Regions from separate parts of the Mus musculus genome. Here all the other regions are linked to region 4. Evidence: chromatin contacts called from public ChIA-PET and HiChIP or PLAC-seq data. All regions are on one chromosome and are shown on one strand. The core of a region is the stretch at or near the end of the contact, and the rest is flanking DNA. Distances in the headings are between cores, read along the strand shown.

What was found. ChIA-PET counts read pairs in DNA pulled down with a chosen protein or histone mark. HiChIP or PLAC-seq counts read pairs in DNA pulled down with a chosen protein or histone mark.
Region 1: a contact with region 4 is called in an RNA polymerase II ChIA-PET map of memory CD8 T cells, with 7 read pairs. The contact joins the enhancer-like site here to the promoter of Cenpl in region 4. A contact is called at or near these places in 2 of 115 datasets of contacts at active chromatin or transcription factors (effector CD8 T cells and memory CD8 T cells) and 1 of 9 other capture datasets (liver).
Region 2: an H3K4me3 HiChIP or PLAC-seq map of the SCID.adh cell line shows a contact between it and region 4, with 5 times the contacts expected there. The contact joins the enhancer-like site here to the promoter of Cenpl in region 4. A contact is called at or near these places in 6 of 39 promoter capture datasets (the 3T3-L1 cell line, cranial neural crest, frontonasal cranial neural crest and 3 more), 1 of 15 datasets of contacts at CTCF or cohesin (pro-B cells), 7 of 484 Hi-C or Micro-C datasets (Th1 cells, cerebral cortex, embryonic fibroblasts and 4 more), 9 of 115 datasets of contacts at active chromatin or transcription factors (the SCID.adh cell line, craniofacial prominence, effector CD8 T cells and 6 more) and 3 of 9 other capture datasets (adipose tissue, embryonic stem cells and macrophages).
Region 3: an RNA polymerase II ChIA-PET map of memory CD8 T cells shows a contact between it and region 4, with 10 read pairs. The contact joins the enhancer-like site here to the promoter of Cenpl in region 4. A contact is called at or near these places in 2 of 39 promoter capture datasets (cranial neural crest and second pharyngeal arch cranial neural crest), 6 of 115 datasets of contacts at active chromatin or transcription factors (astrocytes, effector CD8 T cells, embryonic limb bud and 3 more) and 1 of 9 other capture datasets (adipose tissue).

What each region holds. Positions count from the first base shown.
Region 1 is chr1:161,903,121-161,908,764 of GRCm38.p6, forward strand. The region is part of intron 2 of Gm31925 (a long non-coding RNA gene); the gene reads left to right. Among named protein-coding and RNA genes, the nearest start is that of Gm31925, 9.6 kb to the left of the region's middle. Within about 2 kb of position 4,146, at least 46 of the 459 cell types and tissues checked have an H3K27ac peak or open chromatin away from gene starts, as enhancers often do. A contact at or near this core is called in effector CD8 T cells and memory CD8 T cells, where this site is marked.
Region 2 is chr1:161,732,663-161,738,352 of GRCm38.p6, forward strand. No RefSeq gene overlaps it. Among named protein-coding and RNA genes, the nearest start is that of Gm31869, 32 kb to the right of the region's middle. Within about 2 kb of position 2,984, at least 158 of the 459 cell types and tissues checked have an H3K27ac peak or open chromatin away from gene starts, as enhancers often do. A contact at or near this core is called in the SCID.adh cell line, Th1 cells, adipose tissue and 5 more, where this site is marked.
Region 3 is chr1:161,703,923-161,709,018 of GRCm38.p6, forward strand. No RefSeq gene overlaps it. Among named protein-coding and RNA genes, the nearest start is that of Gm31869, 61 kb to the right of the region's middle. Within about 2 kb of position 3,324, at least 16 of the 459 cell types and tissues checked have an H3K27ac peak or open chromatin away from gene starts, as enhancers often do. A contact at or near this core is called in effector CD8 T cells and memory CD8 T cells, where this site is marked.
Region 4 is chr1:161,067,883-161,073,241 of GRCm38.p6, forward strand. It overlaps Cenpl (centromere protein L), which reads left to right and starts at 2,885. Exons shown (of 5, transcript NM_001159930.2): 1 at 2,885-3,474. Dars2 (aspartyl-tRNA synthetase 2 (mitochondrial)) reads right to left here and starts at 2,778. Exons shown (of 17, transcript NM_172644.4): 1 at 2,111-2,778; 2 at 1,198-1,297. The coding sequence starts at 2,234.

The DNA.
Region 1 (5,644 bases), core at 2,896-5,395, 840 kb after region 4:
ATGGCCCAGGGATGGGTTAATAACTTCTCCCTGGCCTTATCTTTACCATCAAAAGAAGCCTGTTCTTTCCTCCCACCTCCACAGAGAAACCGTTTCCAACTTGTCCTGAGTCCAGACCTGCTTTCTAAGCAAGCCCTGCCTGGCAAGGAAGTGCACACTGGAATCATTTGTTTACTTTGTAAACAGGTCAACCTATTTGTCTAAAGAGACCCCAGTGGAATATTAAACTACTGTTAAGACCTTAGTGGGAGTTCCTGGGAACAAAAACAATTTGTCTATTTTTTTCCAATGGGCACGCTTTGGAACGGCTGTTCTTTGAAGTGTAGCAAATTAGCCCAATCTAATCATGTCTGCTATGGTCATAGGCAAGTTACAGGATATTCACTTGCTGGCGTCTTGGAATTATCTTTCCATTTCAGGTTTAATCGATCCTCCCAAATAGACATCAGAGCCAACAAAGATGCATTGAGAGTCTCATGACTAAGTGTGGCAGGCAATTCATTACCATTCCGTCTTAAAAATAATTTTATTGTTTTTCGATGTATGTATGTGCACCATGTGTGTGCCTGATACCTCATGGAGAAGTTCAGAAGTGGATGTCTGTGAGCACCAGGCACACACATGGTGCACAGACATGCAAGCAGGCAAAATACCCATTTATTTTATTTTTTATGTTTTTGAGACAGGGTTTCTCTGTATAGTGCTGGCTGTCCTGGAACTCCCTCTGTAGTCCAGGCTATCCTTGAATTCAGAGATCTGCCTGTCTCTGCCTACCAGGATCCCCTGGAACTGGAGTTATAGATGATTATAGATCCTATGTGGATGCTGGCAATGGAACTCAGAGCAGCTACAAGAGAAACCATCGCTCTTAACCCCTGAGCCACCTCTCCAGCTCCACTTATTTACTTCTTACCCCAAGCACAATGTTGTGTACCTACTAACCAATACACTCCAGGCACAGTGCTGAACTCTGAGATATAGAGATAAAAGGTGTTATTCCCTGTCTTTGAGGTGCACACACAGCATGATTTGGAGGAAAGAAAAGTTCTATGACATGCCACCAAGAATCACAGACTTAAAGTCAGATCTAACTTCTTAGAGGATGGAGGTTGCACTCACATGATTTAGTATGTGATTAAGAGGAAGAAGACTTAAACAAGATAGGAGATTGATACCCAGCTGAGACCAGAAGGGTTGAGAGCAGGATGGCAAAGACAGTCCAGAAAGATAAAAAATAAACAAACAAACAAACAAAAAAACCCAGTGTGTACAAAAGAAATAACGAGCATGCTGACATTGAGGTATGACAAAGACATCGGAATGTCTGGATCTTGGGATGAATATAGGGAAGAGTTTGGAGAACAAGAGAGGGAGAGGCTGTGCCATTATCTTTGCAGTGGATACAAAGCCTGTATAGCTGTAGTTTTACCATGTCCTCCCTGTCTAAGGAACCAAGTAGTTCATAGCCCTTAGGGACCATCTCCATCAGTTTTCCATTCCTTATCATACTGCTGTAGATATAGGGAGAACAAGATTCTGATACTCAGAAAGGCTATTTCAGCATTTCCCCTCAGAAATGTTACCTAGCATCTACTAGCAGACAAGGCTATAGCTCATTCAACTCCAGAGAGGATCCCATGAGATAGAAAGAGGTTTTTATGTTTAGTAGAAGCTGAAGGAAGAAAGACATTAGACTTAAGTAGTCATATATACATTAGTAGCCATTATACTGTAGGTTATATTCATATGGCTAGGGTCTCTTTTTGATAGTCTTGACCTAGCTATAGCTGGAAAGAGAAGTATTGACCTTACTGCTGTGTTTTATGGTCTCATGGACTCAAAATTTGTAGATACTAATTGAACATATTTTTTCTTTTAACAATGAGAAACTCAGGTTTAGAGACTATGCTTTTTTGTGATATATTATGATGATATGTGGTATTAAACATGGACAGTTTTGTTCAGAGGTGGTTAGGGATACCATAGCCAGTCATGACATCACATAGTTTGTTGATTTAATGACCTGGACACAAAGTTTGTTGAATGACCTGGACACAAAAGAGGGCTTCAACCAGTCAACTAGAGGAATATTAGCTTTGCCAAGGGTGGATTATGACCATATTAGCAGCTCTTCAAGGGATCTGCACTTGGGAAACCAGGACAGAGTATTGAGTCTGCCCTTAGACCAAGTACAGAGGTAGGAGGTCCCATCTGTCCAAACAGACTATGAACTAAAGGCAAGAGCTAGGAGCTAAAGTATCTTGTGAGACTTTCATTTACCTTTATCAGATTCAAACGAATGAACAACAAACTCTCTCTCTCTCTCTCTCTCTCTCTCTCTCTCTCTCTCTCTCTCTCTCTGTGTGTGTGTGTGTGTGTGTGTGTGTGTGTGTGTGTGTGTGTATGTGTGAGAGGATGCAGGGCAAATTCACAAAGCTGACCCTCCTTCCACCTTTACCTGGGTTCTAATGGTTAAACACAGGTTGTCAAGCTTGCAGAGCAAGCAACTATAATCACTGAGCCATCTTGCCCAAGTACCTTTGCCAGATTTTATAATCAGTGTCTTAGATTAGTGTAACTCAAAGTCAGAAGACTTCAGTAGGTAATGAATCTGTATTGGAATGGAAATCTATTTTAATATGTAGGTATCATTTGGTTCTGTCTTTGTTGTTAAACAAATCTTTAAAAAAAAAAAACTTGATTTAATTTTAGGCATCATGAGAAACACTCTAGACACTAAAAAAGAACATAAAACCAGTCCATTTTCCCAAGGGATGAGATAATAACATGACTAAATCTATCATACTTAATTGCCTGCAAGAGATAAATACTTAGAGGTCAACAGGATGGCTCAATGTCCTTAAGCATCTGCCATCAACCTCAGTGAGATGAACTCGGTCTCTGGTGCCCCACGTGTTGGAAGAGAAGTGACTCCCACAGGTTGTCTTCTGACTGCCACACATGAACAGTGGCATTTGAGCCACTCCTACATAGAATAACTAAATAAATAAAATATAATTTAAAAGTGTTTTTAAAAGAGTTAAACAATAAGAATGGGGGCCCTCTGTACATGTTTACAAGAAAAATTGACTTTAGAAGAAACCTAAATAGAGTGAGTTCATTTCAGACCAAGTGCCCAACTTGGCTCATTACAGGGAAGTAGAATCAAAAAATGTCACTGCCTTTGATTAGGTGAATATACTGCTGCCTCTCTCTTCTTGTCTCACAAAATGCCTGAGATGAAAAATATATAACAAAAATATGAATTGAGGGCCAGGAGAGATGACTTAGGAGCTCAGAGTACTTGCTGCTCTTGTCCTTGAACCCAAGTTCAATGACCAGCACCCATATGGTAGCTCACAACGCTCCATAACTGCAGTTATAGAGGAATCCAGTACCCTCTTCTGAGTTCCAAAGGCATTGCATACATGTGGCACACTTACATATATAAAGGCAAAATACTTACACACATAAAACATAAAAATTTAAAAAATCTTTACAAAGAAATACCAGTCGAGACCCTTAAAATAAATAACACCCCCAACACACACGCACTGTGCAAGTATATGATTTTGACATTATTACTTGATAAGCTTATCATAGAAAACTCATGCTTGGAGAATCTTGCTGGTTATTTTGACATTAATTTCTGGCCAACATCTCCTTCCTTAATTTCTCTCTGTACGAACAGGTAATCGAGATACCCACCAATTCATGGAACCTCTAGTTCACTTTAAGACCGGAGTATCCTGACCTTTGATTATGTGATTATGTTAAAGCCCTGGCACAGTCTTCCTCTTTCTCTTCCTCCACTTTTCCTATTCTTAAAGAGATAGGTGACTTTCCTCTTTCCTACTCAGCGAACATCATCCACAAACAACTGTTGAAGACCTACATCTACTCAAACACTGCCGGGAGACAGCTGTTGGAAAGATTACCACCCATGCTTTTAAGGAGGACATGGGCTAATTCTTAATTCAATTCCTAACTTTTTGATGGAGACATACAAGCACACTTTAAAATATAATTGTGTCAATTTTTAAACATATGCACATAGACATTTCATACTGTAATATTACATGTGGTATGCTTTCTTCTGGTATCTTCTCTTTCATTTTCAATGATGCAGCATGTGACTCACTGCCGTCACTTCACAGTCAAGTACTGTGTCTTGACTTACGGTTTGGAAAACACTCTTGCTGAAATACGAGCAGTCATGTAAATGAGTAATTACATGACAACTGTACTTTCTATTGTTCATTGAAGTATCTATGGGACTCACATTACCTAGTTGGTGAAAGGTTTTGTGGTGGTAGAAACCATGATCTGTATCTCTCAGTATTCTTTCTCTACTCCGCACACATCCCTGGTGTAGTGTCTTGTATAGAAAATATAATGAGTAGATAATTGTTGATAACAGCCATATATTGTCATTGAATATGTTAATTGAGGGCTCTGAGAAATAGATCTTAGGGTTAGTGTGTTTAGGGAGATTTATGAGAGTCAAAGCCAGTGGGATGGGATACAGAAGAAGGTAGAGAGAGCATGCAGACTATGACTGCAGGCTTAACAACCGAGAAGGGGCAGAAGAAGAGAAAGAGAAAGAAGTGAGAAAGATCTTTGAACTGGAAGGAACACAGTTATGGTAAAGCCCCAGTCTAACTGACAGGCTGCTCTCAAGCCAGACTCTTATGGGGCAAGTACTTCACCTTACTTGGAATGCATCTGCCTTAATAGTCTCTACATGGCTCATCAGTGGCTGGGAACTGCTTGCAAGCCTGAGCATGCACATGCAAGGGAATCCTGAGAGCAGCAGTAGAGTTAAAATCTCTGTAGAGGTCTTGGTATGTGCTCAGGGCCACCACAGCATAACAGTGCTCTTCTTACAGACTAAGTTTCCTTTTAAGGTTAGAGCAAGTTGGTTAAAAATAAACAACAAGACGGATGCACCGTGTTCCTGCTTTGACCTTGTTCTGGTCCCCCACCCCCATCCCTCCTAGGCTGTAGAATCAAGTCTCCTTTGTCCTTTCTGCCCCAGGAGAAGCTTTAGGATACTATTATTCCAGTTAGTGTCCCACAGGGATGAGAAGAGGGTGAATGTTCTAGAAAATAAGTAAAGGGTGACCCATGAAAAAAACTGCTGACACCAGCAAGTGTCTGGGGAGAGTACTGTAGCTTCAATTGTAAATGCCTCACAGAGGCCTGTTTGTTAAAAGGCCTGGTCTCCAGAGTGGTAGTGATTGTGAGACATTGAAAAATGGGGTCTAATGAGAGGCCTTGAGGTCACAGAGGGATGTATCCCTGGGCAGGATAAAGGACTCCAGACCCTTCTACAACACTTTTGCTTCCTGGCAATGAGATGAGTAGTTTTGCTCTGGTGTGTGTTCTACCCCATGCTATAGTGCTTCACCAGAGACCAATAAACTACAGGACCACCGAGATAACTTTCCACACTGATTATTTCAGGCATCTGCTGTAGTAATAAAAAGCCCATTAATATAAGAGTTTGAATCTTGGGCTGAAGAGATGGCTCAGCTGTTAAGAGCACTGACTATTCTTCCGAAGGTCCTGAGTTCAAATCCCAGCAACTACGTGGTAGCTCACAACCATCCATAATGAGATCTGATGCCCTCTTCTGGTGTGT
Region 2 (5,690 bases), core at 1,734-4,233, 660 kb after region 4:
TCAATCACAGAAAAATAAATCTAATTAACAGTAGACAGACTGCTGGCTTTAGAAATACTGATAATTTTAATTGAAAAGGGAGACTATAGAAGGCAGATCTAAATGTTACTTTTCTGTGTAAACAGACTCACACCTGATCTTGAAACAGACACTTGAAGAAAACTTCAGAAGTCCAGAGCCCTAGTTTTTTGTCCACCTGAAATATGTGACTTCAACCAAGTCGTTTCAGCTTTTGGGACTTTCCTTTTCTGCTTAAGAGGGCTATGGCTCTTGATGTGCCTAGACAGATAACATGGTCAAATGTTCAGTAGTTTGAACTCCACAGGTCTCTTTAGCATTGGTTTTCTGTACCTGAACACTGAAAAAAAACATGTGTATGAATAAACAGAGTTGTGATACAGTAAGCTTGGGGCTTACTTTTCTGAGTTAGAAACAGCGTATTCATTCTTGTGTGCATGCATGTGCACACATACATGCATTGAAAGCCAGAAGACAACCTCAGATCTCAGGGTATGGTCATATTTTTGAGACTCAACCTGGCTTGGAGCTTGCCATGTAAGCTAAGCTGGCTAGCTAGCAAGTCACGGATGTCTGCCTATCTCTACCTCCCCAGAGCTGGAGTTACAAGCATGAGCTACGACAACCAAGACTTTATTTATACGTGGTCTTCTAGGACTCAAATTCAGGTTTTCTTAACCTCTGAGCTATCTCTCCAGCCCTCATCCATATTTTTGTAATCCTTGCAAGTAATGCAATGCAAATAATATTCATCAAGATCCACTTATGCTCATCATCACGGAAGTCACAACATTCAACCCACCAGTTATTGCTAATGGGGTGTGTGTGTGTGTGTGTGTGTGTAATCATGAATATTTTGAAAACCGTATTTCAATATAACTGGCTCCTTTGTAACCCTGCACTTTGCTCTCTATGAGGCACTGTTCTGAGGAAAGGTTTTTGAGCTTCATCCCATTACCAACAGCTCCTCGTCAGCTTGACATAGTTTCAGTGAGTAGATTTTTCTAGAATTTTCTAGCCATTTGGTCACTTCTCACAGTGACTCTAGACTCTCCCCAGCAAGTCCATACCTGTAATCTAGACTTCATGCCACACCTGGTAATCAAGACTCCCACCAAGACTCCCACCTAAAACAACACGCACCGGGTGCTTATACAATGTGAGTTTGACACCTTATAGAAAGAGGTTTACGGAGCTACCACCTGCCGGATCTCGCACGGCACAGCGGTTTCGTATGTCCCTCTGCTAAACCTAGTGTGCTCCAGCATATGCTACTGTGTAGTTCCTAAGGACTGCCAGTGACAGGCCAAGTACCTGAAAGTAGTGGGAAATTCTCCTTTGTGAGGTAGGAGCAAGTTTTATACCCTTACAAAATGCAGAAGTCTTGAATAGCTGAGTGGTTAATTACTGTCTCCTCTCCCCCACCCCCCAACCTGGCTGCTCTTTGTCTCTTTCTCTCTTGCCTTCCAACATAGACTCTGCAAGGCATAGGCAGCAAAGATTCGTCAGGGCTGGATTGATGGAGAGTATGATCTCTTGCTCCTTCTCAGCATCAGGTGGGTTTAACTCTTAAAGAAAGAACCACAGTCTGCCCGAGGTGGTCCTGCCATGACTCAGACTCCAAGGAGCGATGTTAAATTGAAATTCTAGAACAGACATGCAAATAGGTTTCCTCTTGAGTGCCCAGCATCCCTGTGTCACCCGTGGGAGTCGCTGGCCGAAACGTAGAATGAGAAGAATCTCAACAAGAAGAAATGCCACAGTGAACTGACAGTGCTCATCGAGGCTATGAAGGTGACGACATACGTCACAACGTGTCATTTACATGCTTGAGGAAAGCATAGCAGCTGCCAGAGGAGGTGCCACCTACGTATTTTCATGAAAAAAAAAAATCACTGGAAGGGGAACCATGAAAGAAAGCTAGACCCCAAGAAACCTTCTGTTTACTGGCTGGCTCTTCACACTCAATGGGCCTCGAAGATGTCACCCGTTCTGGTCAAATGGCTCAGTATCATGAGCTTTCTAATAGGCAAGAGACTTAAAAGCATAATGACAACAACTAACCCACTTGGAAACGCCCTTGTCATGACTAGCTGATCAAATGAAACTCTGAGTCCTTTTCTAGACCGCATCAACAGTGTCACTCACGATGGGCAAAAAGATCTCAACAGTTCACCTTAAAAAAAAAAAAAAAATTACCCATAAGACCCAGAAACCAGCGACTGCTCTAACGCAAGCACTCCGGCACCGGTGGCCTCAGCTGCTTCGTCTTTCTAGTCATAGTGCCCTTTTGAGCAAGGGTCACTCTTACTCCTAAGAGGAAAGTCGATCTGACTCACTTTCAGAAACTGAAAGCACACTGTGTCCACAAGAGCCGGGACGCTTACTGTAAAACCACAAAACCACATCAGAATTCTTCAGCTGCTCAGGAAGGAAAAGAGTCAGTGGGCCGAAAAAAAACCTCATCCAGACTTCTCCACACTTCGCCCTCCAGAGGACTCACGGGCTTTGCTAAGAGACTGGGAGCCAAGAACAGATTTCCGCAGCCAGTGTAGACTGGGCCTCCGGCTTCTGTTACTGAAAACAGGAGACAATGGCCCAAGGCTCCTTCGGGAAGCAGCACAGCTTTGGTTTTATTGACTCTTCCCTCTTTCTTGTCATTTTCTTCCCCAAATATCCATCCCAGGTCTAAATGTCTGTTACTCAGTTAGTTTGTGCTAGCTGGTATGCCGAGATTAAGAGTGGGACTTTGCTCTGGATCGGGTTCTTTCAGGATTCCAATAGGATGCTTTAATAATTTTATTCTATGGTTGTGTGGAGAACAAACCCAGGCTGACACTTTCATTGGTGAGGTAGCAGGAATCATTGACATTAACAAGAAGGATAACGGATTCCTCTTGACTATCCACCCCTCTTCCCTCAACCCTTCCGGTCCACGACTCAGGGGGCAAAATCCGAATCTTGTGATTTCACGGTTTTCTGCTGCCACCTGGTGATGGCTTACAACCAAGCAGTGGTTCTCAATCTTCCTAATGCTGAGACCCTTTTACACAGTTCTTCACACTATGGTGACCACCTCCCAGCCATGAGTGTATTTCGTCGCTATTTCATAAATGTAATTTTGCTACTGTTGTGAATTGTAATGTAAATGCCTGATATGTAGGGTATCCGTGACCCCCCCCCAAGGGGTCGTGACCCACAGGTTGAGAACTAGAGTTTCCGCAGCCTGAATTTCTGCCATCCTCAGGCTGGCACACGGGGAAGACAAAATGGAAGATCCCAGACCACTCTATAAGCACCCTGAACCCCCAGAGGAAGCCTGGTGGCAAGATTATAGGATAACCCTCACCTCTTTTCTCTCTCCTGTGTCTGCTTAGCCCAGGTAGTTACTACAGATGGAGGACGGGTGATAGAGGAGAGCCCAACTCTTCCCCATGCACCTCTAGAGAGACCGCAGAGGAAATCAGAAAAGAAAAGGTCTGGACCTCTAGAAGAACTACAGCAAACTCACTGAGGTCGGAGCAGCAGAAGTCACATTCTGTCCCTGTAATTCTGTCTAGAGTTGGTTTTGAGAAGTGAATCCAGGGCAGGTTGGTGGTAGACAACTATAATCCCAACCCTCAGGAGGCTGAGCCCAAAGGATTGTGAGCAAGCTTACGCTTCATCTCAAGACTCTATCTAGGAAGAAAAGAGCAAGAGTACAGTGTCAAAGAAACATGGGGGCCAGTGAGGTGGCTCTTGGCTCTGTGGGTAAAGGCACTTGGCGCCAAGCCAGATAACCTATCTGATTCCTCAAACCCTCATGGTAGGAAGATAGAACTGACTTCTCCAAGTTTCAAATGCACACCAGGGGACAACACACACACATATAAAAAGATAGATAAGCAAATTTAATTTTAAAAAAATTTTAAAGACATAACCGATTACTTTGTACTTACATTAGGACATATTTTAATATAATCTCCCAAGTGAGTGAGTATTATAATTAGCTAAGTGTATAATTGTGCATATCATTTGTGGGATGAAATGTAGTGTTTTGATCCATGTAAGTATTGTAGAAAGACTCAGTTAACTGATGCTTTATCATCATCCTACCTTGTAGGATGGCCCTTACCTGCTCTTCCATCTTCTGCCTCTCTCAAGCCCCATTGCTTGCTACAGAGTTTAGATATGTAAAAACTGGTCCTTTAGCACATTTGAAACACACAGTACATCCCTACTCAAAGGTTTCCTCTATTTATCTTTAGATTTTAATCACCCTCCTTCTCCCACCTCGATAGACCCTTAATAAAGTGTCTTGCCTATAATAGGTTATCCCAAAATGCGGCTTTTATTTTTGGAGGGTTTCTAGATGGGCATTGGCTTCTACTGCCATCTACTGACAGAAATTAGAAGTACGCCTAGAGGTCATTCTAAACCTACCCACTCTTGCCTAGTTTTACTTCTTTCCTGTATTTTAATTTTTCATTTATTATTATTTTTATTCAATTGTTCATTTACTCAACTAACAAAACTAACTAAAAGTTTTTTTAGTAGCAGACTTACAGAGCAGCACAGCAGTGTTGAGTAGGATGGAAGAAGTCGACCATAAATGAACAAAACAAGGATTTGGGGTGGTATTAGGGCAATTCTGTAACTTGATTGTGGTGTAATTCTATAACTACGCATTTGCCAATATTCAGAACAGCATATACACGGAGGGAATTTTATTGTATGCAAAGACAAACGTGAGTGGAGAAAGTGTGGTGCACATAATTACATTTACTGAGGCTTCCAGTTATTAGAAACTATTTGGAGGGACTTGAACATCATCAAATAAAATAATCTTGTTTGGATACATGGCCACTACAGTCTGTCTCACCTCTGAAATTACCTTTTGATATATTTGTTATAAAGGCTCCATGTGGGAAAACACAGCAAACTCATTGGTGGTTTACTTCTTCCTTTACTGATAACAATGATAAAATCACCACTTTGGATAAAGTAACTACAGCATTGCTGTTAAGAGAGCTATGTATCCATTGTGCAGAGCGGAGCCTGTGTGATTACATGCCAAGGGAACGAGACAGGTGCTCCCAATGGGCTTAGTTCCTGCTGTAGAACTTTTCCAAAGGTTATCTGAGGAATCCTTTCTTTTATCTGAACAAAATTTGCAGAGGATATGAAAATGTCCTTCTGACAAAGCATCATGTGATCCAAAAACTACTACATATTTGTGGGATCTTGAAATAGAATAAGTCACAATGCATGTGTAGCTTTTACATAATTGTAACAAGCTTCAATTAGAATCCAGTATGAAAAATAAGTGTGTGTTGGATATACTTTCAGTCATAAATCAATCATTACTGTGTTTACTCAAGGGCAAGCAGTACCTCCCAGTGTAAAGCACTTGCTACACAGGTCTGAGTTCCAGAGTTGAGATATGGAGAAATTATGTGAAAACCAAGTAGGTTTGGAGATCATCTATAATCACACTTGAAAGATAGAGACGGGGGTTTCCTTAGGGAAGGGTGCCAGTTATATCTGCAATATTTGGCCACCTCTAGGTTCAGCAAGAGACTCTAACTCAGTAAATAAATTAGAGACAGAGAAAAGAAGACACAGACATCAACTTTGGGTCTTCAAAGCAAACACACATACATACCACATGCCTTAGTTAGGGTTTCTATTGC
Region 3 (5,096 bases), core at 2,074-4,573, 640 kb after region 4:
CTCTCCCTCTCTCCACCCCCTCTCTCCCTCATGCATAGTGTGTGTGTGTGTGTGTGTGTGTGTGTGTGTGTGTGTGTCTACTGCAGAGAAGTAAGGATTAACCATTATAAGATGGCCACTGAGGGACATCATGGCATCAGTAATACTGAAGTTTCAATCTGGATTTGTCCTCTATCCACACAGGGCTTCCAGAAAAGAGGCATCTTGTGACAGAAATTAAATGTGTGGCAATGAATGAAGAAACAAGAAGAAAACAGTTTACAGAGTCCAAGTCAACCCTTAAGGGGAAAAAAAAATGTACCCTTCAAAACCTTGTCTAAATCTCAGCTTAGCTTGCAGATAAGAGCACATTACCATCAGGTGAGTGAGACACCCCCCCCCCAAGGGCTAGTAGATCTTACATTAAGGCAGCTTCTGCCAGGCAATGCTTATGGCATCTATCTGTTGGGTTTACAATATCCAGATTATAGAAACATACATTTGTGAAGCTCACCATTTGGAAGGAGTCAAGTGCTGTGTGGTCTGCTGTTGCTGGGCCTGGACACAATCCAGCTGGATGCTACTATTGCCTTCTACTCTTCATAGGCAGAGAGCAGGCTCTCTGATTCTCCTCTGCACCACCAAGGCCTCCTCCGTCCCCTTTCCACCGCTGCCATCTTGCTTCTCTGTCTTTACTGTTTATTTCCTTATAGCCTCCTCTGCTCTCCAGATCAGTGTTTACACTCTTCCCTCTGCAGCTATACTAAAGGTACAAAGGACATCTGACAGCATCCTAGGAGTCTTCCCCTCCATTGCCTGGTAACAAACAAACAAACTATAAACAATGTGGTCACGTTTCATTCTAGAGAAACTAGGTCACTTGTGATTTCCAGAAAGATACATGCACAATTCCTCCCCCAAAGAGCTGCAGAGACTTCAATTCAGAGTGTTAGAGAGGAAGCAAAACACATAGGGCTAGCCTGACTTAAATAGAAGAGCTATTTAGTAGAATCTGGGGCTCTAAAAAGAAGTTTGAGAATTAGGAGAGAATAGCTAGGACTTGAATTAGAAAAGAACAAAGGCTTTCTAGACTCAGAACTGTTACATGCCAGAGATCATTTGACCTGGCTGTTTCATGTTTATAGAAGAAAAAACAGAGTTTCGTAGACTAAGGTTACTCAGGGTCATCTCACCATTTGAAGGTTGCCTAGTCTTAATTATTCAAAACAGCACATATTGCGTGGTTTGGGTGTTTTCTTCTGTTCTTTGTTGCTCTCATTTTGCCTTTGTGAATCGCAAGGCTTCTGCACAGAAGAAAGCAAAACTGTGGCTCCCAAGCAGCTAGAAGCTGTATTACCAGACTCTCACTTATTTTGTCCCTAACAACTAGTGTTCATTTTTGACCTAGTCTGAGTCTGACCAGTCTTTATTTTCCATACACATGACCTGCTAATCCTCTCATTTTGGGTTCTCAGTTTAGTGACTCAGAAGTGATGTACATTTCTGTCCTTTCCCTCCTTTCTTGTGCTCATTGGCTCCCTGCTCAATCATTTAGCTCAACACATGATGCCCCAGAAACTCCCATTCTCTGTTTTCAGTTTCTTGTCTCCATTCACTCCATGGGACACCTAGAAACAAGCTGAGTATAGTCCTTACCTCCATCTAGGTTTATAAAAATCCTCAAGGAGAACACAGCTAGAGGGATTTGAGGCTAGCTGGTGATCTGGGTTTTTTGTTTGTTTTTGGTTTTGTGTTTGTTTTTTGTTTTATAATTGCTCTGTTTATGATGCAAGGAATCAAGACCCTTTATAACAAGGACCTCAAGTAACTGTTCTATTACAAGATTGACTCTCAGTGACTTTGACTGCAGAGCCAGTGCAATGCAGTCATACGGAGGTTTGAGTTCTGTACCCTCAGCAATTGGCATTACCCTGAAATGAAACCATCCAGGCTGAGAAAGAGTCTTAGAAGAATCCAGAACCTCCACACATAGCCATCTCTCCAAGGGCAGATGGGGCCATCTGTCTCCTTGACTGTGCCGTCACCATGCCTCACGCTTTTGGGAATCCCCACTTGCCTCTTGTTGATTCTCTTCAGTCCACCTCACTGCCATGGCTCTGTGCCTCCCGCTTTTGGACCCTCCTGAGTCTGTGTCTGTGCCACAGGACCTCCGCTCACCTCGGTCACCACCTAGGCACATGTCCCTTAGAACATCCCCAAATTTACATTCCACCCAGCCACTTCATTCTTCACACAGAGACTTTCCTTTCTCTGTGTCTCTCACGCAGTTATTTCCCTTTCTGCCTACTCTTAATCCTAAACTGCCATGGCCAATCCAGTGGGTCTGCCTACTTCCAGTTAATCCCCTTTGCTGTCACTCCCTTCCTCATGTGGCATTCTAAAGTATTAAAAGCATGGCATATCTTTCCTGGGCAACCTCCTTCATCCCCAGTGGATGAGACCATATCAAATATTTTGCTTGTAAATTCAGAATCCTGCATTAAACTTTTGGTCTGAGTGGCCTTTGGTTATTGAAGATTCTATAACCACACATGGTTCAGCCACAAGTGGACTGTTTCCTCGATAGACTTCTCCTGAAAGGCAATGTGACTTTGGTGTCACTTTGGGTGTAGGCTGCTTTCTCCTAAGAGTCAAGAGCTTCCCTGTTTTAAAAACCTAAGCAGAAGAACCAAAAATAAAGTGTTGCGTGGCTATCTTCCACTACTGGGGATATTCTAAGAAAATATAGGTTCAAAGGCAGAAATACCACAAGTTTGAGGCCAGCGTAGTCTACATAGTAAATTTTAAGCCAGCCAATGCCATATAGTGAGACTACTTAAAAACGTGTGTGTGTGTGTGTGTGTGTGTGTGTGTGTGAGAGAGAGAGAGAGAGAGAGAGAGAGAGAGAGAGAGAGAGAGAGAATTATCTGATGTATAGCTTATGATAATATGTTACCTAAGTTATTTTAAAGGATTCAAAGACACATTATATTGACAACACTGATTCTTGATTTAGCATGAAGATGTTCAATGGGCAACTGAAATGAGATTAAATTTTTTAGCATCTCTACTTTCATACTTTGTGTCTCCTTGACTCTCTAAACCTTTAGAGACCAGATTATTACACAGGTTTTTTTTTTTTTAATTTAGACATGTTGGTAACTTAATAATTTGAATTTTTTGGAGCCATAATATGGTCAAATTGACTAGGTCTCATCTTCTCATCTGGTTTCTCTTCTTCTCCAAGAAAGAAAAAAAAAGAAAAGAAAAACCACTCAAGACAGGAAACAGCAGACCATAAAAGGGGTGGTAACACTTGAGTTCCTGGAAGATCTCAACATACTTCAAGAAAAGGTCTGCCAAGTTCTGCCCCTATTCACGCTGGCCACTCCCTTGTTATTCTCTCGCTGTTCCTGAGAGTCCGTAACAACTTGGAGCCAACACCCTGCTTTGCCAATGCTTTCCCTCTTCTCTATCCTTTGGCACTGTTGATACTTTGTGCACTGTTGATACTCACTGTTCAGCTTTAGTTTCATTAGCTTCATGACAACAAAAGGAAAAAGAGTCCACTTTAGGGGCTTCTCCTACCAAAGGGAACCATCAAACCATCCATAAAACTCTTTGGCCATCAAATCCTATAGACATTGTTACTATCCAATTGGACTGATTTATTGCATATGTATTATTAGCTATACACCTGGTATCAATCTAAGTGCTTTGGATACAGCATTGAATTAAATAGACAAAGCCTCATGCCCATGACACTTACATTTAATGATGAGAACACTCAACGCTGAATTGTGTTCTTCCATATATGTTGAAATCATAACCCTCAGCACATAACATAACTGTGTTTGGAGATAGGGTTTTTAAAAAGACAAGACAAAATGCCTCTAGAATGGACCCTAATCCAGTATTGCTGGTATCTTTATAAGAAAAGAAAATATAGACTCAACTACAGAGGGAAGACATTAAGAAGATAGGGAAAAGTTAGCTGTCCACACTTCAAGGAGAGACATCAGAGACAACCCAAGCCTGCCAACACATTAATATTCAGCTTTCAACTCCCAAAGTATGGGAAATTTAATTTCTGTTATTTAGCCTGTCTGTAGTATTTTGTTGTGTCATCCCCGGAAAGTAAATTTTTAAAAAAATCTTTTTTTCTTTTTTAATGTTTTAAAGAAAAGAAAATTAAAGAAGGTAAAAAATGATAAGAAAAAAGATGAGGCACGAACAAGTGATAAGCAGGACAGGGAGCAGCCCACCATGTTCTAGAACATACTCTTCACAAGGAGGAAGAATGTGGGGAGAAAAAGGAGACAGAAAAAGAAGTTGAGAGTGGGTATTCCCAAGGTTTCCTGGGTAAAGCCAGAGAGTTGGTCTTTCTGTCAGTGCTTCTACCTCACTTTTAACACTGATTAACACTTTTTATCAAATAATTCTGGGATGTAAAGGGCTGCTCTGTGAGTTACAGGGCTTTAGTAGACTCCATGAACCCTACCCAGGAGACACCGACAGAGACCTGGCTCTTCCGTGCTACTTCACTATAGCAATATTTGTTGCCACCAAGCAGTCACCTGGACACAAAAAAGCCTCTGCTTTGGAATTCATGCCACAGATGAAGCAGCGAACCACTGAAATGGTCATTGGGCAATCACATGGTTCCAATTGTGGTCTCTGTTAAATATAACAAGATGAATTGGGTCAGAGGAGAAGTGACAAAATCTAGGCAAGTTGCTAAAAAAGGAAAAAGAAGAAATACAGGTGCAGGGCTCAGTAGCCTGTGTCCTGTGTAAGGGCAGGGCGGGATGAGTCACAGATATCCTTTAGTTAAGTGTTTTAAACACTCCGTGAATAGTACTGGGAAGAAGAAGCAGGTCTGGGAGATGTCAGAGCATCATTTGTTCTTTTGTAAACATAGAATTGTCTTTTTAAAAACTACTATCCCATACAGGAGAGATGTCAGTAAGAGATGCATATGTAAATTCAGTGCCCTAAAGAAACATTAGAACCAGAGATAAAAAGTTGAGTGTCCTCATCTGGAGATGGCACTTAAGACCAAAGAATTGGATCACATCACCTAAGGATAGCATTAAAAGAGTGATAGTAACTTTCTT
Region 4 (5,359 bases), core at 1,635-4,134:
TGTAGCTGTCTTCAGACACTCCAGAAGAGGGAGTCAGATCTTGTTACAGATGGTTGTGAGCCACCATGTGGTTGCTGGGATTTGAACTCAGGACCTTCAGAAGAGTAGTCAGTGCTCTTAACCGCTAAGCCATCTCTCCAGCCCTCTTCTTTATTTCAAATAGTTTATTTATAAAGGGAAAACCAGGGCTGGAAAGGTGGCTCAGAGACTTAGAGTGCTTCTTGCTCTTCTAGAGGTCCCAGCTTTAATTCCCAGCACCCAGATGGCAGCTCACAACTGTTGGTAACTCTAGTTTCATGGAATTAGACACCCTTTTCAGGCCTCCATAGGCATCAGATATGCATACAACCAAACATACATACAGGTAAACTACCCATAGACATAAAATAAACATAAATACCAAGGGAAAGAGAAGCGACCACCAATGTGCGTTCTCTAGGCCTTTTGGAAAGCAAAGAGGCATTCCTTTGTGACTCTACAAGGATGATACTGCAGACATTAAGGGAAAGAATACAGTTTAAAAAAAATGCTCCAAGAACGTTACTATGGCAAAGCTGTAAGAGTCTACACTGTCACTCAGCACAATGTCGACGGTTATATACAAGCAGTTTAAGAACATGATTCTTGTCAAGACAATTAATGTTTGCATCCAGCATGCTGAACACTCTAAGAGCCAAGGTAGCGTCTTTCATGTGACAAACATCAACCCACATTTTGAACTTCTTTAGAGAGTTAATATGCTAGTATGCTTCAGAACAGAAGAGAGGAGCAATAAGAAACACAGCAATGAATGGGCTTTGAGCCTAATGGATGACTGCTCCCAGTTTTAAGCTTTTTTTTACTTACATTTTGAATGAAGTAAACTTGTTTTCCTATGCTTCTGCAGCTTCATAGCTGCCTCACAGAATCCTAGTCTATTCCCACTTACTGCTTATGAGTTTTGTAAACTCTGCTCAGGATTATTTCAGTCCTCCGGTGGGTCACGTTTTATCGTTATTCCCTTTAACCGATATTAGTACTTACTGGGAATAACACTATTAGACTTTTTCAAAACAAAACAGAACGGAAAAGGCAGTGACTTCCGAGAAATTACAAAAGTGGCAAATATTATTCTCTGCCTGGATAAAAACTAGCAAAGGTTGGAACTATTTGGGAAAACGACCTCCATGTATTCCTGAACCATTTTCTTCAGTTTACCTGCGGTACTGAATCCATCCACACAGAGTGACTTCTTGGCCTAAGTGGGACGAACGCAACTCTCCACATGTGTTGGTCCGAGCAACAAAGCTACTGAATTCTTTAAGAAGAGAAGGAAAAAGCACTTTAAAAGGCATCAGTAAGAATGTTTGTAGTTTTCTTTAAAAATACTCTCCATTCATGATGTATCAGCTCTTTCAGGTCAATGGGTGAAGTTGTAAAAATTTTAAATTAGATGTGTGTGTGTGTGTTTATGTGTGCGTACCCACAGGTATGTGGGCTCACATGCCACGGTGCCCCTGTGGAAGTCAGAGGACAACTTGTTGGATTCTGTTCTCTTCTTCCATTCACAGTGTGAGTTTTGGGAGTCAACTCTGGTACTCAGGCTTGGCAGGAAGTGCCTGAAGCCACTGAGCCATCTTGTAGGTCTGATGTAGTTTATAAAATAGCCTAGATTATACAATATCCCTATTGTGTTTACCTGCACAAGTGTCAAGGCCCAAGCAAATAACTGCCCCAAAGGAAAATTTTGCCTTCTGTTTAAAAATCTAAACCTTGTACATAAACTAGCACTTGAAGGGACATAAAATGGTAGCTGTCCATTTTGGTAAGTGACATATAATTTTAGAAATTACCTGCTTGACAGTGCAGTTAGTATTTAACTTTAGTACAAGTATAGTTTATAACAATCATTTGTAAATCAATAAACTATTAGAAAAGATTTTATTTAAATTATTACTTTAGTTTTTCTACTAATAGTATACACTACACAGGCTATCTACTTTTTTTTTATAATCAAGGGGGGGACCTTAATTATAACTAATCAAGAGAATGAATGACCTGGTATTAAAATGCAGTTAGAATCAGGGAAACAAGCTGTCAAAAACAGGCGGAAGCTCGTAGCTGCCTTCACCTGGAATTCTTTGTGAACTCAACGCCAGATTTCTGGAAAGAGAACCCCAGATTGGCCGCATGGTCTTCCCGATGGGTCTGGATAAACCCCTGCATAGACGACTTAACCAAAAACCAAGATACATGTTGAAGTCCCGGGATCCGGAGAGACAATCACGAATCCCACGCTGCAGGTGTGGTGGTGCTCAAAACTCGGTTTTCGGAATACCTGGGAACCCTTAAAATTCTAGTTCCCACGCAAATGCATCCAGACCCTGCTCCGCTGAACGTTCTAGTATCTACAAAGTAGATTGACCTGCAAGGTCTCCAGAGACCTTAGGTGAGTGGGTAGGGGGAAAGCCTTTGCTTCCTTCAGTGCATCAGTTCCCACTTTAATTAAACAAGGCTGAGCCCCGAAGATGCCTCAACAGCAGCGCCAGTGCCAGAGCGCCCCAGCCGGAAGGCCGGCCACCAGGCGCGCGTCCTCCCTTTATTCCCACGTATCTCGAAGGTGACCAGGGCATAAGCAGAAATATAAGGAGGTGCAGCCTCGTGTTTCAACTTTCCCAAACCTGGCGGCCCATCCTGGATTTTCCTGAAAGGTGAAGACGAACAAATCCAAACAGCTCTGAGGTTCAAACCCAGACACAAACCACATCCACAAGCCAGTCCCTCTGACGCCCGGCGAGCGCCAAAGTTACGCAAGGATTCCGGCCAATCAGGACGAGGGCGCCTCCGCCATGTTTATTGTGGGCGGCAGTATGCGGGAAAGTTTCGCACCGGTTGGAAAACGGAAGAACAACGCGGCGCAATAGGGGATTGGGAATTTGAGGCTATTGATTGAAGCCTTCCAAGCCTTGCCCTCAGTTAAAATGACGACTTCAGTTGCTTTCAGTTACGTGAAATCGGAGGGCCACAGGCGAGGCTTTCCGAGTCGGCCGCAGGGCAAGTCGGGAAATGATTTTAAACTGGAGGGCGTGGCGTGTGTGGAAAAGCGCCTAGACGAGCGGAACTTTCAAGTCTACCTTTGATCCCCGGAGAGCTCCGGAGAAGGGTCTTTGGGGACTCCCTGTTTTTCGTGGGCCGGCGCCAGCTTCCGAAGAGCGAGGATCATAGAGCCGGGCAGCTTGGGAAGCCGAGCTGTCTCTCCCGGGGGAAGTCGCAGGTCTTGCTCGAGCCTGAGGGAAGCTAGGTTCACTCCAGGACTCCTGATGTCTCTTCTGAACTCACCGGGGATTGCTTCGGTTCTCTCTTAAGCAGTCATTTTGGCCACTTTCTTCTTCTTAAAAAACCAAAACCTTTCGTCTCGACGTAGTCTTGGAGCAAAACTTGAAGGATGATTCGTGAATCCGGAGTGGATGACAGTGTCTTTACGACATAGTTTTGGTAAGAGCTTTTGGGTCCTCGACTGGCCGTGTACTGCATTTCTTTCTGTTGTGTGACTGTTGTCTTTGCAATGCTTTTGTGTATTTAAGATGTGTACAAACGGAAGCTAACGTCAACGTGAGCGTTAGTATGGGAGCAGTGGGTTGACTTTTGTGGCAATATTGCAGTGACTAACTCAGGGACTTTCTTCATGGACTAACCACAAGAAAAACTACTGAGTTTTAGTTGTGTGTTAGGAACTGAGTACAAGAGAATTTGATGAGAGATATAGTTCCGTGGATACTAGAAAGAGGCTGATAGGACCCTTTGCCACGGGCATAAGAGTCAAAGGAGGCGAAGAATTGAGAAATTCGTAGAACCTTTCCCTCCAGTCACCTGGCAACATAGCAGCGTACTTACTAATAGGGTCGTTTGAGGAGTGAACAGTAGTACCAGATATGTCCCAGGACTAGGGAGGCTGAGGCAAGAGAATTGCCGTGAGTTCTAGGCCAACCTGGGCTACACAGAGAGACTGTCACTCGATATAAACAAAACACCCCCAAACAAAAGAATATTCGTTAAAGGCTTAATCTTTGTTAAGTGCTTACAAACATGCCTGAAAAGTAATGTATACTTAGCAGTTATTGTACTAGTTAGCCTACTTTAAAGAAAGATTCTGTATAAACAGAACTGATGAAGACTCCTATCTAAATAGCAAACAAGTGGGGAGAAGAACGGGAGGAGGTGGTGGCAGAGGGAAGACGCTGCCTTCTGAAGGAAAGTTCAGTTGATGGAAGATTTTTAACAGAGGGGTTCGGATAAGTGGGACCTGCATGGCTGCTATGGACAGGAAGAATTTGTAAAGTCAAAAATAATAAAAAAGACTAGGAGCTCTCCTGCCAAACCCAATACTGCTCTGATGAGAAGGCCAAGGGTGTCTGTAAAGATAAAGATGTCTTCCAGAAGTTGGCCTGGGACCTCCACAGGCATAAGAGCCGAAGGAACTTCTCCTGGTAGCAGCAGCCCCAGTTCTTGGTTCCTCCTGACCCCCACTGAAGGTCCTTCTGTAAGTCCTGGAAGCAGGCAGGACAGGAGGTGGGACTCTTAATCCAAACCACCTGAAAGCAACGAGAAAGGACAAGACAGGGAGGGCCATTAACCTAAACCCACTGAGGTGCACATTAGTGGGAGGCTCACCAGGAGTGTGGCCAAGGCTCACATCATGGGAATACTTTATGCCTGTGGGAAAATGAAAAAATGCTTATTTAAATGTTGCATCCCTGTCTGTGGTGCTTTTTATTTGATTTTATTTTTTAATACTTCTGTGTGTGTGCATGTACTGTGGTGTGTGCGGTGTGGGTGCAGTGGTCAGAGGACAAGGTGCAGGGGTCAGTTCTCTCCTACTGTGCGGATTCCAGGATTTGAACTCAGGCTGTCTAACTTGAGTTTTGAGAATCCAGATAAAGCTAAGAAGGTTCCAAAGCAGGAGGAATTAATGACAAGAGATGACTGCTCCCCTAAAATAGATAGCTGGCTCTTCCAGGTGATTTACCCTCCATAGAGAATGTTGTCACCACCCTCCTGTGGCACACTACTCCTGTGGAGGAGGAAATAGCCACGCCCCCTGAGGTGTGTGTGTGTGTGTGTGTGTAAGAGAGAGAGAGAGAGAGAGAGAGAGAGAGAGAGAGAGAGAGAGAGAGATCTTGCTTTCCAGGAACCACTCCATTGTCAGTTCCATCAAATCCATTGACAGTTACTGGAGGCATTTCCTCTGCAGGTTAAGTTCTGGTTACAGGATGTTGCTGGTCTGGGGTTGTGTCTATAAAGATGCCTTCCAGTTTTCAGACTAGAAATCTCATATCTTTCTGGCTACTGGGATTATATATATATATTCTTAATTGTTACA